2 separate regions of the Mus musculus genome follow, and region 1 is linked to region 2. The links are chromatin contacts, called in public HiChIP or PLAC-seq maps. All regions are on one chromosome and are shown on one strand. The core of a region is the stretch at or near the end of the contact, and the rest is flanking DNA. Distances in the headings are between cores, read along the strand shown. Region 1 overlaps Senp1 (SUMO1/sentrin specific peptidase 1). Region 2 overlaps Kansl2 (KAT8 regulatory NSL complex subunit 2).

The links. HiChIP or PLAC-seq counts read pairs in DNA pulled down with a chosen protein or histone mark.
Region 1: an H3K27ac HiChIP or PLAC-seq map of regulatory T cell precursor shows a contact between it and region 2, with 5 times the contacts expected there. The contact joins two enhancer-like sites. A contact is called at or near these places in 11 of 39 promoter capture datasets (the C10 cell line, cranial neural crest, embryonic stem cells and 6 more), 1 of 15 datasets of contacts at CTCF or cohesin (pro-B cells), 2 of 484 Hi-C or Micro-C datasets (the P5424 cell line and granulocyte-monocyte progenitors), 5 of 115 datasets of contacts at active chromatin or transcription factors (bone marrow-derived macrophages, embryonic stem cells, epiblast stem cells and 2 more) and 1 of 9 other capture datasets (embryonic stem cells).

The regions. Positions count from the first base shown.
Region 1 is chr15:98,064,498-98,070,742 of GRCm38.p6, forward strand. It overlaps Senp1 (SUMO1/sentrin specific peptidase 1), which reads right to left. Exons shown (of 18, transcript NM_144851.5): 7 at 2,261-2,364; 8 at 1,907-2,178; 9 at 322-376. It overlaps Gm25668 (a small nucleolar RNA gene), which reads left to right and starts at 5,257; the gene lies at 5,257-5,383. Within about 2 kb of position 2,239, at least 23 of the 459 cell types and tissues checked have an H3K27ac peak or open chromatin away from gene starts, as enhancers often do. A contact at or near this core is called in the P5424 cell line and regulatory T cell precursor, where this site is marked.
Region 2 is chr15:98,512,367-98,518,284 of GRCm38.p6, forward strand. Kansl2 (KAT8 regulatory NSL complex subunit 2) reads right to left here. Exons shown (of 10, transcript NM_133714.5): 10 at 5,292-5,918. Among named protein-coding and RNA genes, the nearest start is that of Snora34, 4.5 kb to the right of the region's middle. Within about 2 kb of position 1,920, at least 95 of the 459 cell types and tissues checked have an H3K27ac peak or open chromatin away from gene starts, as enhancers often do. A contact at or near this core is called in the P5424 cell line and regulatory T cell precursor, where this site is marked.

The DNA.
Region 1 (6,245 bases), core at 989-3,488, 450 kb before region 2:
GTATGGTGGCGCACGCCTTTAATCCCAGCACTTGGGAGGCAGAGGCAGGTGGATTTCTGAGTTCGAGGCCAGCCTGGTCTACAGAGTGAGTTCCAGGACAGCCAGGGCTACACAGAGAAACCCTGTCTCGAAAAAACAAAAAGAAAAAAAATAAATAAATAAAATAAAGGAAGGAAGAAGGAAGAGAAGGAAGGCTGGATGGAAAGACAACAGGAAGTCACTAAAATAATTTGAAAAACACATGAAAGAGATGTTTATACTATGTTATTGTCAGTAAAGGGGTGGAGTGGGGATGGCCACTGACCCTTTCCCTAGATTTACCTGGAAGCTGGAGTCTGAGATTCTTTCACTTTAAGTAAAATCACAGAGTCTGACCCTAAATAGAGAAACACAAGAGCATTTCATTATGGTAAAACTGAGCACTTACCAGTTCTCATTTAAGTTGAAGCGTCTACATGGTGTCATGTTATACGTCGACGGCAGAACATTAAGCATAGGGCAAACAGCAGCCAGCCTAAGCATACAGTTAAGATGGAAGAGAGAGGAGCAGCTCCACTGTGCCTCACAAATAAGAGCCATCAGAGGCACAAGCACATCTGTCCATCAGCATCTACCCATAGACTGTGCCTACTCTGTGTTCCCTCCTCCTGTCTCTAGGGAACAAGACATGGCACAATTTTTAAGTCTTGAGTTCATAATATAACACATACTAAACTAGGGTTAAAAAGGGAAGACGACAACGACACAGGCAGACTTATAGACCCCATATGGATGTACAGATTTTCCCCCGTGTCTCTGAACACTCACTGAGGGCAGGGCTCCTGACCTTCTCCAGTGCTGGGACTCCGCCCTCACTTATACTAGGGCACGGCCAATGCTATGCCACACGTTGTTCCAGTCTAGCTCCATCTCAGAATCCTACTACATGATAGGTATTTCTGAGGTTGAAGAATTTTTTAATTTTAGATTTTTGGAAATTAAGAGTATTCTCAATAAATTACTTCATAAAATGTAATATAAATAATGTGTAGTTAAATAGTGATATCACCAAAAGTTGAATCCCCAAGTAAAAATTTTCAGACAGTGAGTATAGTAATAGTAATAATAATAGAAAATAACAATAGAAAATCAAATGAACTGAGAAAGGAGATAGGTGCTGTGTATGTCCAAAGAGTCCTACTATCTAATCACTTAATTTAAAACTTGTTTTCCATTATAATCTGAAGACATATTTAAAAATGAGGATTAACTACATCACAGAGTCTTTACCAGCACCAAGGCTTAGGCCAGGTATTTGGGTTAGCTCAAAGTCAGGCAGGAGACTCGTTTCCAAAATGTCTTTAAACTCTGAATTTTGAAGCATCTATCAAAATTAAGGGGTATACGATAAATACTTGATTAATGTTTGAGAGTCCACAGAACTGCAGAGAACCTCCCACGTGCATTATAAAGTAAGAGAAACAAAAAGCAATCCCTGAAGCAGCTGGGCTGAGTGAGCTTTGACTCTTCTCAGGAAGTTAAAACATTTAGCCTAGCATGGTAGAGGATCCTGTAATCCCAGCTCTCTGGGGAGGACTGGCACGAGTTCAAGGCCAGCCTACCACATAGCAAGTGCCAAGCAGGCAGGGCACATACATAGTAAGAGCCCTTTAGAAATAAATCAAATAGTATAGCAAGTCATGGGTGCGTAGGAGAAAGGAGCATCCTTTAAAGAGCAAGAGAGGGGGAGAGGGAAGAGAAAGGAGGGAAGAGAGGAACGAATCTGACCTGGGCTTGGTGTTAGCACGGCTTAGCTACCTGGATCACATGTATTCAATTAAAATCTATTATGTACTGAGTTATATGTACTACAGTTTTGCCTACAACAGATCCAATGAAGAGTTACCTGGCTGTTAGTATTATTTACCTTCGGACTGTGTATTTGATGCTGGTAAGCTATTTGGCTGATGAGGTGCAGCGAGGTGATGGTGAGGATCAGAGTCTTTGGATCCAAAGGCAACATCTGGGGTACCAGATGACAGGGAATGTGCACTGTGGGACAACTGCTCCTGTGCAGTTAAAATGCTGGCAGATCCAGAGGATGACGTATCAGAACCAATGACATGAGATGCACAAGAGTTTCCGTTTCTCAACAGCGAGTCTTTCAAAGAGTTCTTATTGGAACTAAGACACCGAGACCTAGTAAAAGAAGAGTGCAGTTTCAATATCAAGTAGCAAACTGTACAGTTACGTTCATACGAAAGATGCGTTCGTGACTCACAGGCGTAACGGAAAATGTGTGGTGGGTTTCGCTACACAGAACTGCTTCCCTGTGACCATCTGCAGCAGCTGTCTGTAGATCTCCTTCTCTTCTTCTTGAACTGTCTGTAAGGGAGAGAGAGAAAAGATCTTAAACACACTTCTCAAATCGGCATGTAGATCTCAGATTTTCTGCCAAAGCTCTAGCAGTCCTGAAGATAGGGAAATATCATGCATTAATGACTGTGCGTGGGAGATGACAAGCAGACTCAGCTTTCAGAGATAGCATGCTGTGGAAAACCACGGTGGGCTAACAGTGCTGAGAAGGTATTGACTAGGAAACCAGAAAGTCAGAAGCAATTATTTAATCACTCAGATGATAAGGAGTACAAAAATAAGACTTGTAAATTAGAATGCTGAATAACCCCTTGAGTGCTGATGCTGATTACAAAGGTCCTGAGGAGAGAAGCATACAGCCAACTGCCATCAGAGGTATCCTGCAAACAGCTCCTTATTCTACACAGGTGCAAGGACTCTTTAAAGATGGCTTCTATCTCCACCATTCACTTATTTTTCTCTAAGTCTCAATTTAGTATTTAAAAAAAAAAAGCATATAATCTGTAGAATTTACTCACTGAACTGAACATCTACTGTGCTCTAGTCATTTGAGACTCACAAACTGAATAAAATAAATTGCCAGCTTTTGTGAAGTTTATATTATAGTTATTACAAAGACTGTCAATCAAAAACTTGTTCATGGCATGAAGAAACTTAAAGGACAAGGGGGATAAAAGTGATGGAGGCAAAGAGCAAGAAGAGGCACAATCTCTCTAAGATGACCTTTCAGCAGAAACCTCAACTAAGGGAGGAAGCAGATGGGGAGTAGAAGGCTGTGTATACACAAACACCGAGCCTAAGACAGGAAGGTGCTTGGTGCACTCAGGAGTCTTAACATCAAGGACGAGCAGAAAAAAGGAGGTCACAGGGAGGGAGACAAGGCCTCCTGCAAGTGCAAGCATCCACTCTACACACAGCCATGCTGGGCTCACCAACAGACACGGCTTCTTTGCTTTTCTCAGCCACTCATTTTCACAAAATGCATTAGAGGACATATTCAATAGAAGCACTACCATTTTGTGTGATTGTAAAGGCTTAGTAAAAGCAGAATGAACTAAGTAACCAATTCTGAAAGTAAGCAGGCACTAATGTTTCCCTTCCCGAGCCTTTCACTGTTGCTGCACTGTCATAGACATTTCAATTGTGAAGTATGACCACTCCAATCTCCTGACAGTTGACAGCTAAACGATTAAAACAAAAGGAAAAACTAAGCAAGCGTTTGGTGGACAGAGGTCCCAAGGGGTCGGGATCCTGTAGAATAAAGTTCTGGAGCGGCAGGATTTAATTACTGGCCAGAGAGTAGGACTCAAGTCTTATCTCTGACCCCCGACAGTAGGAAAATGTTAAATGTCTTTGTTTTCTGTAAATTACTCTTTTCCTGTACCCTTGCTTCTTTCTTCCTTTTTTCTTTCCTAGACTCCTTTGTTTTAACTCTTCAGTTTTTCTCATGTTTACCTTTACTAACTTTTAAGTTCCCAGTGTATTCTACACTGCTGCTGCCTCCCTCCCTCCCTCCCTCCCTCCCTCCCTCCCTATGTCCGTGGCCTAGTGACTGTCCTTCACTGTTTCTTGTCTTTGTTTTGCTTCTGTGTCGCTGCTGTCTTGGCAGCTTGATTTTTCCCTTCTGGGTGATATGAGGATGAGCCTCCAAGAAAAGGCTGCTCCTCCCAAATAAAACCATAAAGAGATCCGTTCTAGGCTGAGAGCAGACAGAGCCGAGGATGGGCTCTGGCTCCCCAGGACCAGCTAAACGCCATTGGGGAATAGACGGCAGCCTGCCTAGAACTCCAGTGTTCACAAGGTGGAGATGGAATTCCTGGAGCAATCTAGCTAGGCAGACTGGGTGTGCGGGTGACTTGTGAGTTCACCTGGGAGATCCCACGTCAGGGAGTAAGGGCTGCCATGGAGACAGCACAGCCCCACAGCGACCTAAAGGAAAATCAGAATTGTTGTGCGCACGCAGAATGACTACAGTTGGATGTCACTGAAGAGAGGGAGAGAAAGAGAACACTATTTCCAGTGGGCAGTGGTGGTGCACACCTTCAGTCCTAGCTCAGGAGGCAGAGGCAGGTGGACCTCTGAGTTTGAGGGCAGCGTGGTTACAGAACAGCCAGGGCTATACAGAGAAACCTTGTCTCTAAAAACAAGACAAAATACACAAAAAGAAAAAAAAGAGCAAAATTTTCAAAACATGTATGCATTCCAATAAACTGGAAAAATCCAGAAGGAATGTATATATTTTTAGATATTTATATGACCTAACAAAATTGAATGCAGTACAACAATAACCTAGACAGATCAATAATGATACTGAAGCACTAATCAAAGTCTCCTGACATAGAAAACCAGGACCAGACATTGACCAAGAATCCTTCCAGACTTAAGAACCAATACCAATGCTCTTCAAACTATTCCACAAATAGGAAAGCAACCTTTCAAACTCATTCTATAGAGCCAGTACTACCCTGAGACAACTGGATAAGGACACAATAAGAAAATGATAAACCAAAATTTTTTTTCTATTTTGTTTTGTTTCTTGAGATAGGATTTCTCTGTGTGAAAGAGCCCTGGCTTTCCTGAACTTGCTTTGTAGATGAGCCTAATCTTGAACTCACTAAGATCCACCTACCTTTAGTGAAAATAAACCAAATCCTTTGATGAACATAGATGTAAAAATCCTAAATAAGTTCCAAAGAAAACTCAACACAATAGGAACAGTGTAGACCATGGTTTTACTCCAGTGATGCAAGGCTGACACACATGTCAGGGAACACAATCACTCACAAGCAGAAAGCAAGACGTAGTATCTCACTATCGTCCCCACAGCTGCAAACGCAAGTCTGACAGAGCTCAATGCCCTTCAAGTTCAAAGCCTTGAAGGTAAGATGCCGCATACCATAAAGCCTAGAGGTGATGCAGGTGTGGCTGCTGTGTCCCGTGTGTGTCAGTAGGTGGCAGATAGGACAGGGCCATGTCTGTGTTCAGGGTTCTGACCTGTGGACATCTGAATGATTAGACGCTTAATACTCCCTGAAAACACAGACCCTGGGACAGCCACCAAACTGGCACCAAGGGCCTGGACAGGAAGCAAGCCAGAGACTAGGAGAACACTGCCAGGGGCCACGGGCCCCAGGTGGGAATGAGCCTAGACAGATGGCCACTTGGGTGGGCCAGTAGAGGAATGAGCCAGAAATGACCACCACAGACTGATGTCAAGGAGTCCAGATAGGAAGCTAGCCTGTGATGAACACCAGTCTGCCACCCCCAGGCCTGGGGGGAGGACAGGACAGATCATGCTTAAGATGAGCCCTGCCCAGCACCATAATCACTCCTGAATCGACCCCCAGACACTCAGAGACCACAGATGCCACTAAGAGGAGCAAGTAAGGGCTGGAGAAATGGAAGAGACAGAGAAACAGAACGATATGGGCACAATGAAGAGAGGAAGAACTGGAGACTTGAGGGTAGTGAGAAACAGCTTGATGTGAGTAGCTGGTGATGCCACCTATGACCTATGATGGGTGGGTTCCTGGGCTGTGCTGACACTGGGGGACCTGTCTGGGTTGGTGGCCCTGCAGCAGCAGAGGTCTGTTACCACCAAAGGCTAGGCAGATGTCCCTGGTTTGGGCCACCATGGGGACATGTTGATGTCTGAGGGCTGTGCAAATCTTGTCCTGCTCCTCACCTGGGCACTGTAGGATAGCTGGCCCTAGAGACATGACAGCAGGAGAGCCGACTCCACCCATAGCCAGCTGCCTGTGTGGGTTGCAGGTGAGCCGGCTCCACAAGGGCCAGAGTGGGAGTCAGCCCTGCCTCTTGTCTGCTAGATAGTGGTGCAGAGGAGGGAGAGATGCCCTCCTTTCCTCCCTCACCATCTGTGGCAGAAGGTA
Region 2 (5,918 bases), core at 670-3,169:
GTGTGGGAAGGCCCTCCCCTGATTGTGGGTGGGCCTGGTAGCAGCTCCGATAAAAAGGTTGTTTTGGTAGGACGTTATCTCCCCTTTGTTCCTTCTGGCCTTCCCTCTCGCCATGAGTTTGTTTGCCTGGGATACGGATGATTCTCTCTGATGTCAGAATCAGTATTTATAAGTTGTCATCAAGACTAGGTACCAACAGCTCCCCAGGAACCTTCTGGACCTCTGTGTGCCAGACCAGTACTAAGCCACCCTGCCTTGGGGATGGAGCAAATATCAGCTGTTGAACTGCCCCACCCACCCACCCACCCCCACCCACCCACCCACCCCCACCACCCTCGAGAGACCATTCCTGAGGGACTAATGGGAGGCATTCAGCCATAAGGACCAAGTACTCAGGTAAGTCTCCGCTCTCTGCAATTCTGCTGTTGTTACTGTTTAAAGCCGGGAGGGCAATGTGCAAAAAGGATGACGCACAAGTGACTTAGTCACGTTTGTGAAATGTGAATAGTTCAGGAGAGACACGGCTAGAGACAGATGGTGTGGTCACTGTCACGCACAGCAAAAGTCACCCTCCGCATTCCGTCGGCAGGCTTGGCAAGAAGTACAGGGCACGGGGCCCAGCTGCTCTGTTCAGGTTCCTGGAATTCTCTCAGTGTTAAAAAAAAAAATGTAGATGGAAATTTTGAAGACATAGCCATAACAGAAAGTCCGTTGTGAAAGAGGAATGGAAACCTAGATTTCTCACCAAGAGGAAACAGAGCTGCAGTTCGTGCCAGGGCTCGAGAGGCCAAGGCAAGAAGACAAATGTAGGCTTAGGGGTCACCCGGGGCCACATGACAAGCCCCAGACCAGCAGGGTTACACAGCAAGATCGGGTCTCAAAAACAGCGACAGCTGCAGACCTCTGCATTCCTAACGCTGTGACCCTTTAATACACTTCCTTAGGCGTCCTTCTGTGTAGTGAGTCCTAAACATAAAATTATTTTGTTGCTACTTCATAACTAGTTTTGCTACTGTTATGAATCTGATGTAATGTAACATCTGATAATAACAATGTAAATATCCGGTATGCAGGCTGTCTGATATCTGATATTTAGCCCCTGTGAAAGGATTGCTTGGCCCACCCCCAAGGCTGATAACCACTGGGCTACAGGATCCTCGACACACCCAAAGGGATTTATAATCATTAATTTTGTTATTTTTATTATTTTTTAAAATTATATGAGTATAGGTATTTCACCTTCAGACATGTCTGTGCACCATGTGCATGCCTGATGATCTCAGAGGTCAGAGGAGGGCACTGGACCCCATAGTGTTGTGCCAGGGAAGTGTTAGTGATCCCCCCAAAAAAACCAGACAGGAGCCAATCTGATGTAACTCACAGCAGGGTCTTTATTCGAGCTAGCTCAGGCCTCCCCAATGCACCACCATCACTCAGGATGGTTTTGGTAGTGGGGGAGCCCCGAATGTCTATGAAGCAAGACTTTAGAGTAAGCAGCAAGCAGGGAGTGTGTGTGCAAGCATCTCATTGGCAAGCTCCTGTGGCCTTTAGCATAATTGGCTGGTGCTGGGAGTCACATCATAAACTTAGATTCTGCTCCCCTCTGCATTGGTGGTCGTTAGGCAGGGGGTGGGCTTGTAACCTGGGGGTGCAGGTTTGTTGGGGGAATAACCTGGAAATGCTGGTCTTGTTGGGGATTACCCTAGAGACTAGAGCTAGGCTCGGGTTTTGTTGGGGGGCAACTTGGAAACTCATGCTAGGTACCAGCCTGTCAGTTTACCTGAGTTCAAACTCAGGTCAGGGTCTCTAAAATGGAGTCTGAACTTACAAGATTTGGCCTCTCACTAGAACTGAAGTTACAGACAGTTGTAGGTCACGTGGGTCCTCCGGAAAAAAGTAAAGTGCTTCTAACCACGAAGCCATCTCCCCAGCTCTGCTAACCACGAAGCCATCTCCCCAGCTCTGCTAACCACGAAGCCATCTCCCCAGCTCTGCTAACCACGAAGCCATCTCCCCAGCTCTGGGGTGGTTAATCTTGTCACTTGTTTGGCTTGAGAAAAAGCCAAGAGAATATGCGTGGAGGTGTCACCAGAAGACACTTCTAGATGTGATTAGATCACAAGGATTCTGACTAGATTAACAGGTCATCTCTGACCAAACGATGGAGCCATAGTCTTATGACACAATTGGGAGACGGGGCCTACTTGAAGAGTTGGGTCCCCGGGGTGTGCACTTGGGGCTATATCTTGCCCTGGGTCCCTCCTATGCTCCCTTTGTCTGGTCCCTGGCCACCACGATGTGAGCTGCTCTGATTCTACACATCTCTGCCGACATCTCTAAGACGGTGAGCATCCTTCCTGCCTTAGGTTGCTCTGACAGCTGCTTCTGCTACAGTGGTGCACAAGTCACTGATGCAGGCTCCTTGGTTGGGGCTTGGTCTTGCACACTGTATATTCTAGATGCTGCTGACTTCTGGGCACAGAGATGTTAAAGTGATTTTTTATTCTCCTGTAGTCATGGTTGTCTTGGAGGCTTTCTGCCTCTGTCTGCTAACCTAGGCCTAGTCCTGGAAGCTTCTAGCTGCCATACAATCTTATCTAAGCCTAGGACATGTCAGTCTCTGGCACTTACCGCTAAATAAGCTCACCCTCCCTTGTTCCTTCTGATCTCTGACTGGCTGCTTCAACTCAGCTGTTCTGGCTCAAACTCCTCTCCAAGCTGACTGATTCAATCCACTTCTCTCTTGACATCTGACTTTTTGCTCTGCTTGGCCTCAAACTAACTCTAGCAATCTGTTCTAATCCTCTGGCTCCTTCTCAGTCTCTGGCTTGTTCTGTCTTCACCCGTGTCCTCTCTCTGTGACCTGTCACTGTAAAGCTCTCCCAGGAAAACTGCCTCTTCTTCTTCCTCCTCCTCTTTTTCCTTTTTCTGCACTTTCCTCTGAAGTAGCCTCCCTTTCCTTTCTCTTCTCATGAGAGCTGGGCGTATTCTATTCTGGCAAATCTCTCTGATTCGTCACTTTGTCTGCCACTCAATTAAACACCACTTTCAAACAAGGGTGCTTCCTTCTACAAACCAACTTTACTTTCATTGTTTGGGATTAAAGGTGTGTGCTAAGGGCTGAGCCACACCCTAACTAGAGGAGAAGAGGTTAGAGAGCCCTCGTGGACAGACCAAGATGTGGCCATGAGGCAGAGGGTCCAGGAGATGTCATGATGAGCAGGTCACCAAGGGACTCGCCATGGGGACTCACGTGGAGCAGAGCAAGCCAGGGAGAAGCTCAGAAGGAAGATAAAGAACCGAGTGGCTAAGCAGTAGCCTGGAGGGTTAGAGTGGACGACATCTTCCCAGCCTAGACTTCCAACTTACTAAATAACTTAATGGGTCTTTATGTCCTTGACTTGGAGGTAGAACGGGAGCAGATGAGGGGTTTGTGTTTACAGGCTACACTGTTTCAGCCTTATTTTTGACTATTGCCTCAGAATCAAGGGAGAATGCAGTTGTAGTCCAAAGAAGCAGGTATGGAAGAAACAACACTCCTGCAGAGTGAAATGGCCTTGCTAGCAGAAGACTGACAGACTCAGAGAAAAATAAAGAAAAGATATTGCTATACAAAGAGCTAAAGGAAGGGTAAAGCCAGCCTTAAAGGGCCGGGAGTGGGAGTGGCATTGTCAAGACCAGGAAAGGGAAGACTATAAGGAAACGGAGGCTGAGAGAGCAGAGACCAGTGAAGTAAAGGTGACTAGGAATAAAGATGGTTCTGACGCATGCCACTTCCCTTTGTCTAAATAAAAGAATCCACTTGGTCGGGGCTAGAGAGATGGCTCAGCGGTTAAGAGCACTGACTGCTCTCCTGAGTTCAATTCCCAGTGTTGGCATCAGGACCTCTGGAAACCTGTGACATCACATAAATGACAGTGCAACCTACATACCTGTTGCCAAGACAACAGTCACCATATTCCCAGAATCCACTGGGCTCACCTCCCACCTTTACCTGTGACTACCTCTCTCTCTCTCTCTCTCTCCCTCTCTCCCTCTCCCCCCACCCCCTTTCTCTTTCCACCGCCACCTTCCTTGCCTCTCTCTCTCCCAATAAACCTCTTACATGTGGGACTGTTTTGGCCTAGTGTGCTGTGTTCAGACGCAAGCTGCTATTCTAACACATCACCCAGCAACCACGTGGTGGCTCACAACCATCTGTAATGGAATCTGATGCCCTCTTCTGGTGTGTCTGAAGACAGGGGCTGGGAATCAAACCTGGGTTCTCTGGAAGAGCAGCCTGAGCTCTTAACTGCTGGGCCACTCCCTAAGCCCAACAAACTAACTTTACTTTTTGGTTTTTCGAGACAGGGTTTCTCTGTGTAGCCCTGGCTGTCCTGGAACTCACTCTGTAGACCAGGCTGGCCTTGAACTCAGAAATCCACCTGCCTCTGCCTCCCGAGTGCTGGGATTAAAGGCGTGTGCCACCATGCCTGGCTCAAACTAACTTATTTTAAAAGGAGAAAAAAAAAATAAAGCCAGGTATGGTAACGTATGCTTTTAACCCCAGCACTAGGGAGTCAGAGGCGGGAGGACCCGAGTCTGAAGCAGCCTGGTCTACCGAGGGTTCTAGGCCAGCCAAGGCTGAGACTCCACCAAAAGAGGAGAGGTGTTGGGAGCACGGGGGGCGGGGTGGGGAAAGGAAGAAGGGAAGTAAGAAAATAGTTTGTAAGACCGTGTAGGATTTATTTGTGTATTTTGTGTGGGGTGTCTTTTTCTTGCATGGCTAACCAAGTATCAAGTGGGCTTAGACAGACCTGTGCTACAGCCTTGGTAATGCAGAACAGAAATTATAAATTAGAGGGATTATAGCAAGTTTTTGCCTATGCACAGTAGGAATGAGCAATGCATGATGGTGGGGGGGGGGGGAGTTACTTTTCTAACCTTGGGCTGTCCTGAGGTAGCTTACTGAAGTAAATGCTGATTCACAGCAGCTACATCTGAGAAAGTGGCAGCTACTTTGTTACATTCTGAGTGCTTCTAAACACCATGCTATTACAATGAAACAGGCCTTTGAAAAGAAGGTATATGACCAAAAGGCTTCCCAGTCTTGTATTGTTTTCTTAATTACTTAAGGGCCCTGAGCAGGGTTTTAGGTCTCCCCAGCTCAGTCAGGAGTGATATTCCGTAAGATTTGCGCCCATCTCCCTAGCTCCCCCTTGTGGTTAGTAGTGGCCACTGCAGCCATGTTGAGTTTCCTCGGGAGCCCTGGCTGGCACATGACACACCAAAAACATGATTCCGTCCAAGTATTCAGTGAACTGTAGGGTTTATTGGCTTGTTTACAGGAATATGGATGACCCAAAGACAGGTTCATCACTGAAAGATAGGTTCATCCCCCCCAAAATGGTGATAACTCACAAAAGTTACAACCCTGGTGTTCCCTACACAACTTGCTGAGAGGTGGTTTGCAGTTTGCTGGTTGTAGTCTCCTCTTCGCATACATAGGAGCCACTATCCCTCCTAAGTCATCATAGTGTGTATTTCCCATGAGCCATCCAACCTTCCCACTCTGGGGTACCACTGTGGGGCCTCCACGTGTCGCAGCAGTGGGGGGATTACAGTTTGGCCTGGCTCTAAGAGATGTACTCTGGTCTGCCCTCAGTGCTCTTTGAACCAGCTCCCCTTCTGACAATCCGGTCCAGTACCGTGCTCTTGTGCTTTCCACTGGCCAACCCCGATGTGATTATTTGAATTAGAAATGCCCGCCAGTCTCTGGCACTTGGACACTTGGCACCCAGCTGGTGGCAGTTTTGGGATATCTCGGTGATACCGAAATGCTGCAGGAAGTGATCACTGGGGATGGACTTTGAGATAAACCTTGTGTCTTGTACGTGTGCTGTCCCACATGCTAGTAGTCCCCATGCGAGCTCACGGCT